Regions from separate parts of the Mus musculus genome. Here regions 1 and 3 are each linked to region 2. Evidence: chromatin contacts called from public Hi-C and HiCAR-type data. All regions are on one chromosome and are shown on one strand. The core of a region is the stretch at or near the end of the contact, and the rest is flanking DNA. Distances in the headings are between cores, read along the strand shown. Region 1 holds the start of Robo1 (roundabout guidance receptor 1). Region 2 holds the start of Robo2 (roundabout guidance receptor 2). Region 3 overlaps Robo1 (roundabout guidance receptor 1).

Evidence for each region. A called contact is a pair of places that touch in the nucleus more often than the background predicts. HiCAR-type assays count read pairs that join an accessible place to other places.
Region 1: a contact with region 2 is called in a HiCAR-type map of astrocytes, with 7 times the contacts expected there. The contact joins the promoter of Robo1 here to the promoter of Robo2 in region 2. A contact is called at or near these places in 3 of 39 promoter capture datasets (cranial neural crest, frontonasal cranial neural crest and second pharyngeal arch cranial neural crest), 8 of 484 Hi-C or Micro-C datasets (cerebellar granule neurons, cerebellum, ganglionic eminence and 2 more), 9 of 115 datasets of contacts at active chromatin or transcription factors (astrocytes, differentiating embryonic stem cells, embryonic forebrain and 6 more) and 1 of 9 other capture datasets (embryonic stem cells).
Region 3: a contact with region 2 is called in a Hi-C map of uterus, with 6 times the contacts expected there. The contact joins the enhancer-like site here to the promoter of Robo2 in region 2. A contact is called at or near these places in 6 of 39 promoter capture datasets (cranial neural crest, embryonic stem cells, frontonasal cranial neural crest and 3 more), 17 of 484 Hi-C or Micro-C datasets (cochlea, cortical neurons, embryonic fibroblasts and 9 more) and 8 of 115 datasets of contacts at active chromatin or transcription factors (VIP interneurons, craniofacial prominence, embryonic forebrain and 5 more).

The regions. Positions count from the first base shown.
Region 1 is chr16:72,661,801-72,664,500 of GRCm38.p6, forward strand. It overlaps Robo1 (roundabout guidance receptor 1), which reads left to right and starts at 1,349. Exons shown (of 29, transcript NM_019413.2): 1 at 1,349-2,394. The coding sequence starts at 2,340. It overlaps Gm29908 (a long non-coding RNA gene), which reads right to left and starts at 1,266. Exons shown (of 3, transcript XR_384961.4): 1 at 1,188-1,266.
Region 2 is chr16:74,410,424-74,413,276 of GRCm38.p6, forward strand. Robo2 (roundabout guidance receptor 2) reads right to left here and starts at 1,402. Exons shown (of 28, transcript NM_175549.5): 1 at 429-1,402. The coding sequence starts at 489.
Region 3 is chr16:73,015,559-73,018,258 of GRCm38.p6, forward strand. The region is part of intron 24 of Robo1 (roundabout guidance receptor 1); the gene reads left to right. Among named protein-coding and RNA genes, the nearest start is that of 4930500H12Rik, 55 kb to the right of the region's middle. Within about 2 kb of position 1,408, at least 13 of the 459 cell types and tissues checked have an H3K27ac peak or open chromatin away from gene starts, as enhancers often do. A contact at or near this core is called in craniofacial prominence, embryonic heart and uterus, where this site is marked.

The DNA.
Region 1 (2,700 bases), core at 99-2,598, 1.7 Mb before region 2:
GTTTCTTGTTTTTACTGCTGAAAAGATTCTGGTTAGAATCTTTGACTTCTTATCTTTGGCTTGTTTACTGAGTTTTCAGTCAGCTTTCTCAGGATTAAATTGTGTTTCCTTTTCAAAGGTAAGGTGCTGTTAACCAGGTTGTCTTTTCACAGACAGTTGCTCTGAGTTCACGGGCCACAGAAGCCATGACCCAAATGAGCACATGGCTCTTTGAAACTTGCAGTTTAGGTAGGCAATGCAGGCAGTCAGTTAAGGGAAACCTGGAAAAGTCCAACCGTCTACACAAAATAAATTCAAACCCTCCTCACCTGCCGTCATGCCACCGGCCATAGTTGAAGGCAGTAAGTACTCATCTTGAAGTCATAGACCATAGCTTTGAAGAGAGTAACTTATTAATAAAAGCGATAGCTGTGTCAACAACTGCAATTTGTAGAGCCTTCCGCAGATATTATATGGTTTTCATCGTGTCATAGGCAATAATAACAAAAAAGAAAACAACGAATTTGTGAAAACTTGTCTGTCAAATATCCCAGGCATGTTTCATCTCGGGCCTAATTAGCTTACTCATGAAGTAGCCCCACAGGCCCCATTTTTTTTTTCTTCAGAAGAGAGAATAAAGTTAGTATGGCCACAGGTACCTGATACCCTCGGATTTGGGGTGGCCCAGTTTTTGAGATGCTAAGAGCCCATCACTGCAAACTTTAGATTAATGTATTACCACCCATCTGTTACTCTTCTTTAACTGTTGAGTCTCTAATATCTATAAGCTACCTAGACTCTCCTGTAAACATAATGAAGTCTCCAAGACCTAAGCCTTCACTCCTTTCTACAGGACCGCCAGCAAATTCAATAAAAAGAGAATATCCATCCACTACTATATTTTAGATAATTTACACTTTCCTAAAGCCTCTTTGCTGAGAAAGCAAATAAGTTTGTTTGTTTGTTTGTTTGCTCGTTTAAAGAGAATATGGGGGGTGGTGATAGTGGTAGTGAGTGAACTTCTTTGGAAGTTTACTGCAATTCCCTAAATCGGTAAAGAAGAGGTTAAGAGGGACCTGGAGGATTTTGAAGTCTTTGGTTTGGGAGGTTCCATTTGGAGAAAGGTGCAGGGGAGCCTGAGATGGAAAGGGACCCAAAACAAGTTCTTATTCGTTGAGATTTCTGCTTCTGAGTCGTTGAAATCTCACCTGAGGGCGCAGTTGGGCGCTCCAGGCATGTGGATGGAAATATTAACACGCAGAACTTGTCTGAGCAGCGCCAGTGAGGGCCTGGCAGGGATCGAGCGTCCCCTTTAAAGGTTCCCGAGCCGGGCTGGAGAGGGAGGAAACCCGGAGCAGCAGGGACTGAGGGGGAAACCCACGAGCTGTCGAGCCGAAAGGAGGCAGCGTGAGAGCAGAAACTTCAGACGCTGCAAGCTCCCAGCGGAGCTCGGGCGAGCCTCGGCAGCATCCTCTTCCTCCTGCTCGCTCTTTCCCACCAACCCGGGGCCGCCCGGAGCAGCCTCTCCGAAGCTTCCAGGAGCAAGGAGTAAGACTAGCCACCCCGGGAAGTTTGGGCTGCAGCTTGGTTCGGAGGTGCGTTACACGCGCCCCAGTAGAAGCAGGACCCGGGACGATGCTGGGTGCTGTGCCGGGCTGGGGGCGCCCGGAAGGCGCTCGTGCATCCGCGGTCCTGTTGCTGTCCCCGGTGCCCTCCGCATCCCGCGAGTGATGGGAACAAGGGCCCGCCCAGGCAGCCGCTGTCGCCGTACCGCCCCTTCGCTCCCTCCTGGTGCGCAGAGTCACCCAGGCGCACCCCGTGAACCTAGAGACTGTTCTCCCCAGCTGCCGCCGCTACCTTGACTGCAATCTCCGCCAGAGGGGGGTGGCCTGCTACTCTCTGGCTCTCCGGTAGACGGAGGAGCACTTTTTGGGGTGCATCTCTTCCTTTGCTCTCACACCCCAACTTTGCAATCGCCGCGCAGCGGCGCCAGGGCACACGCTGTGGAGGCGCACGCCGGGAGGCTCAGCAGGACTGTGGAGGCAGGAAACCGCACAACTGCTCCTCGGTTTAGGCTCTTTGTTGTTCGCCTTGGATGAGCCTTGGAAGTGGTTGAGCCTCTTCAGAAACCCGGAGCTAGGGAAGACAAACCTTGGGCTTTTTCTTTGCAAAGGGATTGACAAGCCTCCGGAAAGGTCGACGAGAAACTGCCCTGCAAACTCTTGGCGGATTGACTCACGTTGCTTATATTAAGCCTTTGTGTGTAGGGTGTATGGTGTGTGGCTTCCATAAATTTGGAGATCTCCGCTTCTGCTCCCTTCTCTTGGCATGAGACTGTATGCAGGACCTACCCGAGGACAATGATCGCGGAGCCTGCTCGCTTTTACCTCTTTGGATTAATATGTCTCTGTTCAGGTAACCTGCGCCCTCCTTCTTCACCCTTCATCTCTTTCGCTGGTCCCCACTCCACTCTTCAGAATCGGACCCTCAACCCTGAATTGACTCTTGGCGACCTCTCCCTTCTAAGGCCAGAGGGGCTCGACCCTTCCAGAACTTCTACAGGGAAAGGTTTCTAGTTTCGCGTTTGAGGTTGTCCCCTCTGGCCTATCACCCCAAACTCTCCTGAAACCATCCCAAACCTCTCGGTAGACCTCGGCCTTTCGCCAAGTTCAGGGCACGCCCAGCTCACTCTGGGCAAATGCCTGTCTAAGCACTTGGGTG
Region 2 (2,853 bases), core at 152-2,651:
GGATAGCATTCATTCACACACAGGTGATACACTTTGAACCTAGAGATACCCTTATCAAATCCTCACTAAATGCCCCTCCAAGTATCGCCTACTATAGTTCTGCAGTTGAATGCCTAAGCCAAAGTTTAGATACCAGAACAAATACCAAAGAGAGAGAGTAGTCACAACCATTCGGGGTTCTCTCTTAGCATTGTTTTTTAATAGTTACTCTTCTAAGCTGGGAGCCCATCACTTACTGCTAAACGCCTCAATTAATGAATCACAATAACAGTAACAATAAGGTGTTCCACTAGCATCAGGTTAGAAACAAAAGGCATAGAACCTCTAGCCCTGAAGAGCTTGTGCCTCGCCAAACATACTCCCAACTACACTGTCATTTTCTTTAGAAGGCACAACAATCTCAGAGAAAAAGGGGTGCTTTAACTCACCATCAATCTGAATGCAGAGAAATCCAAAGAGCAATAATAGTGTAAACATCAGAGGATTCATTTTGACATATGAAAAAGGATCCAGGTTGTTTAAGAAACCAATCCCAGAGAGCAGAAGTACAAAAATAAGTATCAAAAAAAGAGGTAGGTCCGAAGTTTAGACTTTCCTAGAGATTAATTAAGGTCAAGAAGAGCAAAATGGCAACATCGGAAGCTGTTGGTGAAGAGGTCTGTCACGGGACGCGTTAGGTGCCATCCGAATGAACCCAGGGGACTTCAGAGACGTTGCACTTCCACAGGCTGTCTTTCTAAATTCCCACAAATTCAGCCCAGCTGGCGGGACTATTCACGTGCGTCTAGCCCTGTCTCCTTAGACTCCATTGCAATCCAAACACAACTTCTTTCTTCGGAAGTCAAGAAGATGATGGGGGTACAAAAAAGACCTAATTCCTAGAAAGTGTTCCACAAACTTGCCAAAGCGCTGCGAAGCAACCATTGACCTGCCCACCGGGTTTTTCTCCCCTTGGTTTCCTCCGTAGCAGCACCACTTCGCGGAGTTTTGTTTTGTGTGGTTCTGTTTTCACTTAACTTCCATCCTAAGGATGTGTCAAAGCAGCACTTTGTGAGCCGGCCCTCTCCTCCGCAGCCTGGTCGCCTCCCTCGGAGTCTCTGGTTTCCAAAAGGAAGGAAAAGGGGAAGGCAGGACGGCTTGGGTGGAGAATGGGAACTCCTACGTGGTGAGGGAGCGAGGAGGAGGGCGAGGAGAAGAAGCAAGGGAAGAGGGAGGGGCTGAGCTGAGGCCGCGGCCACCCGGGAGGGGCCGCCCCGGAGAGATCTAGCGTCCAGCTGCTGCTGGCGAGCACCGCCAGATCTAGGAGCTCCGGACCTGGGAGCCCTGAGGATGCTCACGCGTGGTCCAGCCTCCGGGAGTAGTGCTGCCTCCAGCCTCTTTCGGGACAGTCACCGCTTCAGAGGCGGAGGCTGCGCTGCGACCGCCTCCTCCAGCAGCTGCTGGGGGCTGGAAGGACTTGGAGGAGGGAAGGCGAGGAAGCAGGAGAGGAGGGGAGGAAAGAGCTGCTCCCAGTATATCCCCGGGAGGGGTTGAAGGATGGAGGGGTGTACGCGGATCTCCACCTCCACCCGATCACTGTCCCGTGCAGGGGGAGACAGCCCTCCCCGGGGTCCGCGGAGCAAGGGTAACCAGGCAAGCGAATAAGTCTTGGGGGGACAGAAATAAACCAATGTGGAACCGCTGCGGGCTCGCTAGGACTGCCATCAACTCTTTCCCATTCTGGGAGCCTCCTGGGCGTCCCCCTCCCTCCCTCCTCTGGAGGGGTGAGGTGGGCTTCCAGCCTCCTGCTCTTCACGCGGCCCGTTTAATGGGCAGGTAATTTTCTCGGTGAGTGATTTCATGGAAGCCCTTCCTAATTATTCATCGCTCCGTCTGCTGGAGCTGCACAAGAGCTTTTCTAGAAAAAAAAAATGATCTTCCAGGACCCCGGGCACAGCCTCATTACCTGTTAAAATCACCACACACACACACACACACACACACACACACACACACACACACACATACACACACACACACACACACACACAGAGTTCACCTTTTACCAGAAAGAAGCTGGCCAACAGGGAGAGCAGGGGAGTGAAAGAAGTATCTATTGGAGTAGAAAGGTTTTGTGTACATACACCCTCTGTGGTTGTAAGTGAACTTGCCCACCCCCCACCGCACCACACACAAAACCAACTATGTGGATGTAGGGGAGGGGTATCTCTAATCTCGGCCAGCTTGTTTTAGCCAAGATCTATGGCTAACTACGGAATCCCCAAGAGAAAATAGGGGGAGGACTGGCATCGGGCTAATGTTGCTCAGTTGCCTCCTGACCTCTCAACACTCACGGACTATAATTCGGGACCTTGTGATAAATGAGTCCTGCAGAAGACTCTGGGAATGGAGGAGGTCGAGGATCAAAAGACTTGAGGAAGTGGTTTTCTAGAGCCTTCGCTCTTTTTAGGACCTCTAAAAGAGAATTAGGAAAAGCAGCCTCTGATTTAGGAACGCTGATAACCCAACTAGGCTAACATGAGCTGGAGCGGAATTTCTGCCCAAGCACGATAAAAGGGAATACAGTCCAAGCAAAAACTACCGAATAGATGCTATTAGGGCTGGGCACAGTTAGAGAAGGCCACTTTCAATCCGATTCCTGCCACTGTCTAAGGTGCCCTGACATGGCCGTTGTGGCCGGACCCACGTGTGATCAAAAGCTTTGCTTGGTAGCTGTTTGATGCTTGTTCAGGTGATTATAAAAGCGCCTGACAGGAACTCACGCAGGTCCCTGAGCCAAGCAAGCCTCTGCTTGGCGAGTCTTTAGTTCCCCCTACTGGAAAATATTAGGAAAGAAACGATATTTGAGGACAT
Region 3 (2,700 bases), core at 158-2,657, 1.4 Mb before region 2:
AAATTCCCTGGATTTACCTTTGGGTCACAGCACAGGTCCTGATAGTTTACAACACGGAAGACATTGTTTCTTACTCTTATAGCTCTGGCTACTCCATTGCCAAACTGTCCTCTGCTGCCTGGGGGGATACCAAGCAACTTTTTTGTCCTTTAATTATGTTTTCCCTTACTTGTTTGAGATTATAATTACATCATTTCTCCTCCCCTTCTTCCGTTGGAATCCTCCCATATACCTCTCCTTGCTCTCTGGCAAATTCATGCCCTCTTTTCCTATTAATTGTTGTTACAAAAATACATATTCCTGAATACATACATAAACCCTGCTTAATCTATAGAATGTTACTTGTATGTATGTTTTCAGGGTTGACCATTTGGAACTGGATAAATGGTCGCATTGCTCTCCTCCGAGGAAGACTGTCTCCCCTGTTCTCAGCATGCCTTGGCACCCTGTGTTTCTTCTCGTAGGCTTGAGGCCTCTTCCGCTTTCCAGATTCATGCTAGAATGTGTGTTGGTGTCCTCCTCCTTCAGCTGCAGTCATGTTGGTGCAGCATGGATGTAGCTTCTGGCATTCCTAGGAAACAGAGTCTCACAACAGACTGTCTGCTCTTCTGGCTCCTGCATTCTTTCTGCCTGTTCTGAGAGCTTTAGATGAGGGAGGGAGCAGCAGTCTGTTCACACCTCAGCTCTCCCACTGATCCTGTGGCCACTTGCTTTGGCATCTGTATCTGTCCCTCTATTTGAATCAAACACTCCCTGAGAACTCCCGGGCCTCACAACTCAATGACTTGTGAGCTATTATGCTCGGTCCATGAAGGGATATGGACGTGACTTCCTAGACATGCACAGAGTCAAAGAAAACAGACTGTAAAAAAAAAGTTAAGACCTCTTATTGCTTTTTTTGGAACAAACATGTGTTTTATGTTTATTATAGAATGTTTTCAAAAATCAAGATCCACTTTCTGGCAATGTAGAAAATATAAAAGTGCCAATAATCTATGTACTCAGATAATCATGGTCAGAGGTTCTGTCGGGAGGGGGTGTTTTGAGGAAGGAAAGGGAAGAAAAAATGGTGTTATTATTTTATAATCTCAAAAATAAAAGATAGGTACACAGAGAAGAACCCCATAAGCCATTATCTCTGCACATCTTCCCGTTGCTTCAAAAGCTCCATCTTTTAGTGTTAGTGTACAAGCTGCTGCATCCACTGCAGGGGGATTTCTACCCTGGTCATCTTTAACACAGATACTTGTGCTAAATACCGTACGGATTTACTTAGCCTGTCCCCTAGTGTTGGTGTTTGCGTGGTGTCTGCCTTTTCAGGGAGTGAACGAACAATGCTGGAGTCTCATCTGGAGTTAAATCTTGAGTGCAGCCTCTTCTCCTCCCCCTGCCTGTTCAGATCTGCGTCTGTCAAACAGATGTGTTCTGTTTCCCATCACCACGCCCCTCCATTGTTGTAGCACTCATAGGGGGTGGTTATTTCTCTGCAGTTCTCATTTTATATCCAAGTAGACCCATCCAAGTGCTTGCTTTCCTCAAAGTTTTTACTACCTCAATATCGCTCTGGCATGTTATACACAAGTCATACACAAGACACCAGTTTTAATGTACTTTCTTTAACCAGCAATTCTCCCTTGACTATGTTGGAGTCATGTTCCACTAAATGCTCCCTTGCTGTAATTGCTTCTTGATCAGCTGCTACTGACTCTGCCAAGGCATGTTAATGAAGTTCAGACTGCTTAAAGACCTTTGGTGGCTTCCCTTCTTCCTAGAAATAGAAGCAAAATTCCCCAGGAGATGCAGTCAGAACATCCTGTGACCTGTCCTTCAGTAACTTCATCCTTCAACCCATTGTCAGTGCCTTTGCTGTCATCAAGAAGTTTCTTTCACTTCAGGCATGATCTCTGTTCTTGCTCACGCCAAGATCTTTGCAGGTTGTAAACCATCCTCCTAGAACCCCGAGTCCCCCTTTTTTGACCTAATACCCATGTGTCCTTTAGATTCAAGAATGTCTGTCTGATCCTCTTTCCGTGCTATTTCAGTATGGATTTAGACACTCTTGAGTTCCATATGCCCTCTGTCCTGGGGCCTCTTTAGAGCATGTGATTGGCTGTGTCTTCCAAGCTTGTTTGAACTATAATGTCTATTTTATCCACCACAATTCATAATATAATGCTAAAGTTCATAATTATATTGCTATCTAAAAATACCCTTGTAAAATTTGGTCACCTGATGAAACTATTTTACAATGTTCACAAGTCAGGGATTCTAAAAACATTCGTGTGACTACTCCATCACAGTTCAGCTGTTGGGGCAGAAAGCTCTACTATCAAGTGACTTGGTTCTTAACTCACATCCATGATGGTCCAGGCCTTGGTGGCTCCTCTGTCTTCCACCTATTCTCTGCATCCCACACACTACACCCTTCTCCCACACACCAGGCTTCACATAGCATAGAGCCTCAGGAAATTGGTACTTTTTAGATGGTAACTGGCTTCAAGTCAGGGCAAGATAGTGTTCAGACCAAGCAAGAACCACATTCAGAACTGGGGCATATCTTAACCTCTGTGTGATGGTTTGTAGATGCTTGGTCCAGGGACTGGCACTATTAGGTGTGGCCTTGTTGGAGTAGATGTGTCACTGGGTGGGGCGTGGGGGGAGCTTAAGACCCTCATCCTAGCTGCCTGGAAGTCAGTCTTC